2 separate regions of the Rattus norvegicus genome follow, and region 2 is linked to region 1. Evidence: chromatin contacts called from public Hi-C data. All regions are on one chromosome and are shown on one strand. The core of a region is the stretch at or near the end of the contact, and the rest is flanking DNA. Distances in the headings are between cores, read along the strand shown.

Region 1 (5,397 bases), core at 2,682-5,181:
TGTGTGAACATTTTGTTTTTGTTTGTTTGTTTATTTTCCCTAACAAGTACTTTGATCTGAATGGGCTCACACAGTTATGTCCTTATCAGTGTTAGTATTATTTCCCCGTAGCCCAGTTCAGGGTTTGCGAAGGGTCTTTGAAACTTCTGGACAATGTCTGGTTACGACGAGGCGTTTGAAAACCGATAGATCTGGTGTTGCCATACATGTGTAAAATTTTCCAGAATTGGCATAATTCATTATAGTGATTTCTAGCTTATAAAATTAACAGATACCATGATTTCATTTGAGTTATGTGCTTTGATAACAGAAAATAATTAATTAGCATTTAATGTAGTTAACATATTGTGGTAAAAGCACCATTAGATTTGTATTTTTTTTTTTGTTTTTTTTTTTAAATTTTCCTTCGGTTTTTTTTTTTTAAAGGGATACAAGTTTAACAATAAAAAACATAAAAAGCAAAAATAGCTCCCCTTTTTCTTGCAAGGCTGTTTTTTTTTAACCCCAATAATTTAGAGTCCTGGGGTGGGAGGACTTGAAAAACAAAAATAGAATTTTCAACAATCTCTATCTTACAAAGATACTTAGCTATCCAATGAAATTGCACTTCACTCAATTCAAAATTCGATTGTTTTGATTCCTGTCAGTTTCTGTCAAAACAGACCATCTTCCCCATTTCCATGTGAACTTTTGTGTCATTGTTGAAATTGTTGAAAAATGTTTTTTTTTAAATGTAAGTGCAGCATTTCAAAACTTAATAAAAAAACAAAACAAAACAAAAAAACAAACAACCGAACTGAGAGTAGTAGTAGTAGTCTTTGCTGTCTTTTTGGATTTGCTCTGCAACATGAGTGGGTTCACTGTCCTTGAGGGTTGTGTTATGTATTTAACTGCTGACTGCTGAACCAAACCAAACTAAAAGAAAGATCAACTTAACTGCATTTGCTTTTTCTAATATGTTACAGAAAAAAAAGAAAACCCAAAAAACATTGCCCTTTGAGTGTCCTGTAAGTTACAGATCACAGATCTTAGCTACTACGAAAGATTTCATTCTCCAGGTGTCTCCAAGTGCTCCGGGAGGGTCACACACCTGCGCGGGCAAATTCTTGAAATACTGTGAAAAGGCCAGGCTCACAAGTGTTACAACAGGAAGTTCGTGAGCAAGGCTCATCCCCTACCAGCCGCTTCACCTACTGCTCACACCACCACTGGAACACTTCAAATGTCACACAGCCCAACCATTTCCAGCACCATATGAGAAATTACGACAGTCCCTAAAGTATTAAAAAAAAAAAAAGAATCCCGAAAAGTTATGGCCTTTGCTGTTTGACCACGACGTTCGCTGTTTCCATGTACAAGTTGATTCGAGTTGGTGTCTCTCCCCTTCCACTGACAGTGAAGTTGTAACTGCGCCGGGTTGAGGTTGCGTCCATGTTACAGAGTTGAGAAGGGGTCAGGTGGTCTGTCTGGAGGATGGTGGGACGCTGCAACTTTTATCCCAGGTACCAGGACTGGAAGACAAAAAGAAAAGTCCGGTTAAAATGCAGATGTTGTGGGGTTGGGGATTTAGCTCAGTGGTAGAGTGCTTGCCTAGGAAGCGCAAGGCCCTGGGTTCGGTCCCCAGCTCCGGAAAAAAAAAAAGAACCAAAAAAAAAAAAATGCAGATGTTGTGCTCCGTGTAGGGGCTCATGGGTAGCTCTCGGCTGGTATAAGCAAGGCCCACAGTGGTCCTCAGTGAGCAAACACAAACAACGTTCAATTTTGTAAAACTATTTTTGAAAGTTGCTCTTTTAACCATGGGATCAGAATTGACCTTGAGGAGGGGGTGGTTCTTGTGGACAACAAAAGACAGATGATAGTAAATCCCAAGCCAAGGAGATTTATCTTACTCCTCTGACATTAAAATTCACTGCCTTTGTGGGCTTTGCCAATGTTTTGAGTATATCTTACTAAGTGAGGACTTTCTGGCCACATGGCATTCACATTAGGTTTTGTAACCTAGTGGTGAGCAATTATAGGAGGACAAGGAACCTGGCTATCTTATTAGTACCTAGCACCATGCCTGGGAGCGCTCACACTTTTCAATGGGATGTAGATACTAAGGACAGGTGCCGAGCCTACGAACACAGCATTCTGTAGGTGACCCGTGATAGCAGTTACAGCAGAAAGGTCTGGTGGCAAACACATTGGTGACATGGTGGGTGGGAAGTCGGACTGGAGTATTTATGGTGGCAAATCATCTTCCTTTCAACTGAATATATATACACAAGTATATTCTTAGAAAAGATACGTAATAAATAAGATGGCTCCTTATGAAGTCAAGTTCATGGTGGAAATGAGACCACTGTAGACCTCATTTATGTTTCTGTTCACTCAGAAAAGCCTTCGAGCTTTCTGCCAGCTTGTGGAGCCAGTCTTGTGTCCCTTTCAGAAATGTCCAGGTAACTACCTTTGTGTCTGCTGCATCCTTTGTCAACAAAGAAAGTTCGCTCAACAAAATGAGCTATTACAGAGCAATCTCAAAACTAATGTCTCAAGTGAAGCTAAAAATTGTATGACTTTTTTCCCCAGCTTTCTTCTAAGTATTCTGAAGAATTCAGTACTTTTTGCAAGAGTCAGAAAACCTACCAGCTTCTAGGCAAGGCTAATGGCTGTGAGCTCTGTATTGAAAACATCAGGGGGGTTTACGTCAGTCAGAACTGATTCTGGAGGGCTAAGGCTCACTCTTGTGGGGGTGATTCAATTAGGGGAAAGTCGGGACTCCTTTGATCCCAGGGATAAACGGCTAAATGATAGCTCCGTGGAAGTTGGTGTAAAATTTCCTGGTCACACAAGGCACCTTTGATTTCCAAAGGCGCTTATAAGAAAACAAAACAAAACAAAACAAAAACCTTTAGCTCAAATCACAAAACTCCTCATCCTGTAGACTCGTAGATTTTACTCTCTGACCAATAAAGCTGCTTATATCTGGAAAAGAAATCACCCTGCTAAGGGCACATGGCCTAAATCGAAGTGGACAAAAGAAAAGATCAGTAAGAAAGAAAGGGGACGGAAGCAATCTCCAAACCATGTTTGTTTTAAGTCTCTCCTGATCTCTGACACAGATCCATTTTCCATATCTGCTCTTACACAGAACAGTCTCAAACTGAGTGGCAAGTGCTGTTCTCAATCTGTCTGCATGCTTTCGAAGGCAGTTGTGAAATTCCGGACTTCTTCAGTGTGGCAGTCCTGAAGTAAAGGCCTGGGACCCAGTGAGTCACCAGGGGGAGCAGTTTTCCGTCCCATAGTTTCTGTACCCAGGGCGCTACAAAAATCAGCAGTGCCCCCCCGCCCCCGTACTTCTGTTAAAAGGCGAAGCAAAGCTAACCAAAGCAAAGGAAAAAAAAGTTTCTTCACACATCTTGCTATTCAGTGTGTGCCTCACCCACAAGGTTACCCCAGAGCAGCTCTGTAACCCTTCACTGAAATAGGCTTTATTGATTGCTCTGGTCTATTGTTCTCTTTTCAAGTCCCCCAAGTTCAAGTTCATCCTGGTGTTACATCATGTCTGGTTGCTCTTAGCAACCAGACAGACCCAGACGTGACTATCATTAGCAAGAAACCCGCCACTCTCCTCCCACCAACCTTCCAGTGGCTCTGACGTAGCAGGCCCACTGCAAACACACTGAAGTATTTATTCTGCCTAATTTATGACCTACCCAGCAAGCTAGACCCCCACTCCAAAAACCAACACTGTTGTATATTTAATTAATCTGTCTTTCTTTGGCATTCGAGAAAGTTAGACAAAGGACTAATTATTGTGTTTCGCTCTCCACACTTTTCTTTTGGGGGGGGGGTGAATATTTGCCTGGGAAAGAAAGCGATGAGGCCCCGAGTTGGCCCCTCCCCCTTTCCTTTCTGCCCTTTTGACATCTCATGAAATACTTTAGCTGCTTAAGGGAGTTAGGAAAAAAAAACTGCACTGTGAATGTTACTCCTTCTGAGTTGGTACTCAGTAACACAAATCAACTCACGACATGTTTAAATTTAAATGCTAACCACACGCTCTCAGAGTTACTTTAAAGGTTAGTTTTTAATCGATAGAAGGTGCTGACTCTGGGTTTTTGAGCTGCGCGCTGCAACTCCGGGGCTTTTGTCTAATGGTAAAGCTTGGGAACTTTTTTTTCCTTGAGATGATTTTAGCAATGATTTGCAGATACTGAGACCATTGTGCTCCGACCAGCAACATGTCAATAGAGGAGCTGAGCTGCCCTGTGGTGGGCTGTCAATATGACTCCTAAGGCAGGGGTTGGGGGTCTTTAATAACCCGTGAAAAAACGTTAATTAACCCTTTCAGGCCCAAACCAAAACCTATTCTCCCACTTTTCACTCCTGTAATTTGACCATTAGTACTTATTTCAACATCACACTAATCTTCATGACAATTAACCCAGCTACTTGACCAAGGGCTTCCAGAATGGGAAGTCAGTTAGGGGGAACCACACACGAACATTTTTTTTCTTTTTCCTTTTCTTTTTTCTTTCTTTCTTTCTATTTTTTTGAATGAGGTCTCTTAGTAAATGATCTTTAGAAATGTAGCCGAGAAACAGTTGTAAACAATAAGAAATTAATCCGTTTTGCCAAGGTTTCGATCCGTCCATTCGTAGCTGAAGACACTGGTGGTGACAATGTGACAACCGCCCACACAGAGGTGCCCCTGGCTTTCTTTAGGCTTCCGTGAACTGCCAATCGCATCAGATGGGTAAGGCAAGAGCAGGAAAGACTCTTTTTCTTGTGGCATTTTCCTTTTAATTTCGATTACTTGAAAACGTTGCAAGTGTGAGAACACTCACTAAAGAATGACTCTGCACCTTTCTTCTTGGGGCAGAAAGAAGAGTCGGTGACTGGGAAATTCTTGGGTTGAATCAAGTCATTGGGGGAAATACTGGCACATGAAACAAAATTCATCGGTGCAGAGTCAGAAAATCATCCTCACATCTGACATCTGCTTGGGTTTCATATGGCTTCTGCCTTCATACTTTATAGGCCCTTAATCTGCCCTACTGTATCCAGGCCACTACAAAGGACTCTCTGTCCCTTATCTGCAGAGTGGCAATATTACAGTACTGCATGGGAGGATGTTATCTTGATACATTTACATCGAGGAAGTAAACACTGAGCTTTGATCTATCCCCCCCCACCCCCACAGGAACATTCAACTACAGTTTGATTTGGTGGCCCATAAATCCACACTCCCACGGAGGCTCTAGTTTCAAGAAATTAGCCACGTTACATTCTCAACGTCCATAGTTTGGGATGTACCAGGGGCGGGAGGGGGGACCTGTCCTCTTTCAGTGTTCAAGGTGAAACATCAAAAGAAATCTGCAGGCCAAGAGCTCAGCTTTCCTCCTAGCCGGT
Region 2 (4,932 bases), core at 1,409-3,908, 210 kb before region 1:
GTCCCTATGCACACCTCCCACCCTGCATCACTGTCCCTTCATCTGGAATATAGATCTTGTTTCCTTTTTGATTTCCTGCTCAAGTGCCATCTAGCAAGCCTTGCTAGCCCATAATAAACCCGTGGCTCTTGAGACCCCTATCCTTTGTCATTATCCAGGTGTCAACGGAAGACCAATACTTCAAATTTGTACCTGCGTGTCCTGCGTCTGGCACCTGGTATACTGTCGGATTCTGTCTTAGATTATTTATTTATTCATTCACTTTTTCTCTTTTTAAAACATCTTAGCTCATCTCTCATATATATTACATCCAGACTACAGATTCCCTCCCTCCTCTTTCCCCAGTCCCCCCACCCCACTTCCCCAGATCTATTTCTCCTCTGATTCCCTTCAGAAAAGGGCAGCCCTCCCATGGATATCAACTAAACGTGGCATATCAAGTCTCAATGAGGCTAGGCACATCCCCTCACGGTAAGGCTGGATGAGGCAACCCAGTAGAAGTGAAAGGGTCCTCCAAACAAGGAAGAGTTAGAGGCAGCCTCTGTTCCCACTGTTAGGGGTTCCACAAGAACACCAGGCGTCACCACTAGGTTAGACCAGCACAGACTCCCTGACTGTCATTTCAGTTTTTGCGAGTGCCTATGAGCCCCAAAAAGTTGAGTCTATGGGCTGTCTTATTGTGGTAGCCTTAACGCCTCTGGCTCCTATAGTCCTTCCTCCCTCTTCTTCTAGAGGGTTCCCTGAGCTCCAGCTAATGTTCGGCTGTGTTGTTTTAGATTTCTAAGTAAGAGTTTGTCAATACTCAGATACTACATTTGGGGCTAAAAATTATTACTATTTTTTGTGGTGAGTTGTATTGTTTACCTAAGACAATTGACAGTTACTCTTTCCTCTACTTACTAGGGGATGGTAACACCTTCTGCCCACAGTCGTGCCCATGAAAACACCCCCAGACATTGCAACATGTCTCTGGGATGTCAGATTGACCTCCAGTTGGGAATCACTTCCACTGAGTCCCTCCACGAGACCCTGGAGGTGTGAACCTGGGTGGACCTCAGAGGGCTCTTATGAAAAAGGAACAATTCACGTTATGCCTTCACTAACTGGCAATAGAAACACGAGACCCACTGTGAAGCTTTGCACGGGAGATAGGGAAGTGAATGGAGGCCGTGCAGGGCGAGCGATTTATCCTATCATGTAAAGGTTAGGAGCCGGAGTCAGGATTCCAGGAGGATCCCCACCACTGGGATCCGTAACAGAGGTGAGTCTCTCAAACTCTCAGAGCTTCAATGATTTCATTCTGAAAATGGGATTAAAAATGGAGACCCACATTTGTGAAGACAAATCAGATTATATACATCATGTAGTTAGCCCAGAGCCTGGAATGTAGAACGTACTTAATATTCATTCATGGCTACTATCGCCACCACGACCAACAGTTAGGATGCATTTCTATCCTTCCAGAGGTCATAGTATGTGATTTCCACTTGGTCACTGGGCTGTGGTCTGAATCTGGCGATTCAGATCCCAGTATTCTCAGAATCATAGTCCCCTGACATAATGAAGTCACAGCCTCATGCTGGACGGACCCTTTACATTAGACTTGTGGGTGTTAACGTCTAATGGGAGTTCCCTTTCGGCCAATAGATACTATCTTCACACATAGCTGTTGCTGGGAAACTCAGTAGCTGCATTATTGCACGCCTTGGAGTGCAATAGATTGGTTATATAGGATCAATACTGGATATCAACGTGTATTGATTCAAGGAACATGCACCTGCCTGAAGCTCACAAACACACAAGCTCAAAGACTTTAGGTTCTAAGAAACACTCACTTTTTAAAGCCAGTTGGCATTAGCTTGATTTTTGGAGCAAACAGCTGTATGAACAGCTGCTTTGGCTCAGAGAAGAAAGCTGGGACAGAAGCTCAGGGATCAACCACAGGTAGTTGGTGGGGCCAGTTACCTCCTTTAACCAGTCAGCTAAGAACATGTGTCAGGGCAGGCTAGCCTACAGAAAGAGGAAACGACTCTCTTCCCTTACAAAATAAACACCAAACAGGTCAGTAAAATGTAGGTCTGAACTAGGTCTATGACCACCAAACTGACATAGGAAAAGGCATTTAACTTTCAGAAACCTGTCTTTACTCGCCTGTAAAGGGAAGCTGTGGGATGAACTTGGCAGATGTAACTTACTGCTCTGCACACTGGAGAGGGGGTACTGCAGTAGTCTGTACAGTGCAGACTTACTGTAGACTTTACTAGCCATCGACAAAATGTCTGACAAACGTAAATGTAACTGAGATTTTTTTTTTCATTTTTTTAATTCATTAGGTGTCTGTTCTTTGATAGGCTGGTTTCATTCTTTGATTGGTTGGCTCGTTCATTCATCCGTTCAATCATGCCACAGTTGTCGGAGCACACACTCTTCCCTGAGCCTATACTGGGATCGTGGACTGCCTTTGTCCTCAGGTGGGGTTTATGTAAAGCAGTTAGATCAATTCCTAGGTCAGAGTGCAGGCCTTTGTTGGAAATGTTGTTGCTAGTGCCTGGGACCAGGTCCGGGCATCTCAAGGCAGATTGCTTTGGGGTCGCACTGACGCTTGCCTGGTCGCCGGTAGGTGGCGCCAGACGCCCTGGAGGAAGGCGCTGCGCCGGGCCCCACTGGCCTGGCTCCGCCCACCGCCGGGTCCGGTGCCTCCCGCTCCGCCTTCCGAGCAGTCGAGTGCGTCTGAGGCGATCCCGTGCCAGGCTTGGGGACGCTGCCAGGTTTCTCTCAAATCTTGGCCCTAACAAAGGGAAGCAAATTACAAAAATGGAAATTTTCAAACTAGCGTTCAGTGGTATTGAAATCGACGTTTGTGTAGCACGCAGGCACAGACCACATTCGTGCTATTTTGTGATTAAAACGATACCTAAAATACCTCTTTGCTTTAGTTTTCGTCTTCTAAAACGGCCTCTTCCCCCCTTCTAATTGCTGCCTTACTTTGGGGGAGCGGCGAGCCCCTGGCCACGGTAGAATTGCTAACATTTGCATCAGGACAGTTGAAATCTGGCCTGGGCTGCTATTCTCTGTCTCTCTCTGTCTCCCCCCGCACCCCCCGCCAGTCCCCATCCTTCCCCCTCCCCCCTGTCTCTTAGACTCCGCTGTTTCTGTCCTCTCTCCACCCCCCCACCCCCTTCCTCCTTTTCTTTGGGAGTTGAACTTTAACCTAACCGTGTGTGTACTTTCAGCCTGGGGGAATACAGATAAAGACATTTCTAGGCACTGTACCGGGAAGGTTTGAAGGTTTGTGTTTTGTGTACTTGGTTTCAAGTCTTAGGACAGCGTGTAAATCCTCAAGGTTCATCTTGATTCAAGCAGCAAAACCCGACCATGGCCTTGCCAGAGCTCTGGTTACCTTGCTCTCACATTAAAAAAAAAAAAAAAAAAAAAAAAAAGAACAAAACCAATAAAAACCAATGATTTTGAAGCGGGTGTTGAGCTGGGTTTTGAATGGATTTTACTTAACATGAAGTTGTATAGAGAGCCGACTGTGTCCTCTTGGCTTGTTTTTGCAGTTGCTAGACAGGCCCAGTCCCCAGTGGGCTTGTGTGAAAGGCGTCCTCCTCCCACCCCAGCTCTCCGCACCATTTCTTTCCTTGGAAGCTTTGGCTGTCTCCTTCTGCAGCTGTGTTTGCAGTGCCTGGAGACAGGTGGGGGAGTAGCCTCCCGCTGAACCTGCCAATTCCCTCTCCAAGGACTGTCTGAATAGCTATTAAAAATTAAAGGACACCACACACACACACACACACACACACACACACACACACACACACACACACACTTTCGTTCTTTGTTTTCTGATGGCGGTCACCGTCACACCAGGGCAATGGTACTGCTTTGCCTTGCCGACTGAGATTAAATTCTACAGTCCTTCTCTTGTCTGCATTTTCCAGCCCACAAGAACAGCCACTGGCACATCTTCTTGGACCCTCTAGAAGATCCGGGTTCTAGGAGTGGTCAAGTGTCCACCTAGAATGACTTTTGAGAGAGAGGCTCTTCCAACTCCAGGAGATAAACACAGGAGGTAAACACAGAGCCCATGAGATCACGGTTGCAGTTAGAGGCCCTCTGTTTATCTGTATTTGGGCCTCCAAACTAGAATTTTCTAGGGCAGGTGGTAAGTGTCTACTGCACACTGGTTAGAGTTTTACAGGTTCCATAGGAGAAGCAGAAGTCAGATTTTCATTGCCAACATGGATTCAGGACCTTCCACTCAGCCACCCTTCTGCTTTCACAGGGCTGTTGCCCCCTCTTAGAATTTCTCCTCATCTTCTCTTGATTAGCAAACTTTAGGTCTCTTTTAAGACTTCTTTCAAACACACCCTCTCCAGTCTATCTGTGCTTGGGTACCCCTGTGGAGTCAATAATCCTGTCATAAGTTCAATGTGACAAAGTGCTTGACATATCATGTGCTATGCTGATCTCTCTCTCCCTTTCCCTCTCTCTTCCTCTCCCTCTCCCCTCTCCTCTCCTTTCCCTTCCTCTCCTTCTCCCTCCCTCCCCCTTTCTTCCCTGAGAGAATATATTCTTTGCTCAGGCCAGGATCTCGTAGCCATCACATCAGAGATGCCCGGACAACTCTATGTGATGATAAGGAAACACACCTGGTTCTTAAATGGTCCCAAAGGGCCGCCTTGTTTTTTCTTGGGTTCTTGTTCCATTGGCAGGCATCTCTAAATATGTCTGTAGAGTGGAAAGGAAAATCTTCAAGGTTATGTTCACATGTGACTTTTCCATAGTTCAGGGAGAGTCTTCTAGTAATGAAGGTTTGATGAGCACATAGATGGAAACTCTTATGTCCCGGCATGAGCTCAAGCACAGGACCAACACCCTCTGAAGACTGAACTGAGAAAGTTTCAGGTACCCGTGTGTGCTCTAGTGTATGCT

Evidence for each region. A called contact is a pair of places that touch in the nucleus more often than the background predicts.
Region 2: a Hi-C map of the A7r5 cell line shows a contact between it and region 1, with 6 times the contacts expected there. The contact joins two enhancer-like sites. A contact is called at or near these places in 7 of 12 Hi-C or Micro-C datasets (the A7r5 cell line, Schwann cells, frontal cortex and 4 more) and 1 of 1 datasets of contacts at active chromatin or transcription factors (oligodendrocytes).

The regions. Positions count from the first base shown.
Region 1 is chr5:117,885,960-117,891,356 of GRCr8, reverse strand. It overlaps Nfia (nuclear factor I/A), which reads right to left. Exons shown (of 11, transcript NM_012988.2): 11 at 979-1,511. The coding sequence ends at 1,494. Among named protein-coding and RNA genes, the nearest start is that of Rps18l5, 220 kb to the left of the region's middle. Within about 2 kb of position 3,931, at least 53 of the 93 cell types and tissues checked have an H3K27ac peak or open chromatin away from gene starts, as enhancers often do. A contact at or near this core is called in the A7r5 cell line, where this site is marked.
Region 2 is chr5:118,099,502-118,104,433 of GRCr8, reverse strand. LOC134479011 (a long non-coding RNA gene) reads left to right here. Exons shown (of 2, transcript XR_010051933.1): 2 at 1-138. Among named protein-coding and RNA genes, the nearest start is that of Rps18l5, 11 kb to the left of the region's middle. Within about 2 kb of position 2,658, at least 56 of the 93 cell types and tissues checked have an H3K27ac peak or open chromatin away from gene starts, as enhancers often do. A contact at or near this core is called in the A7r5 cell line, where this site is marked.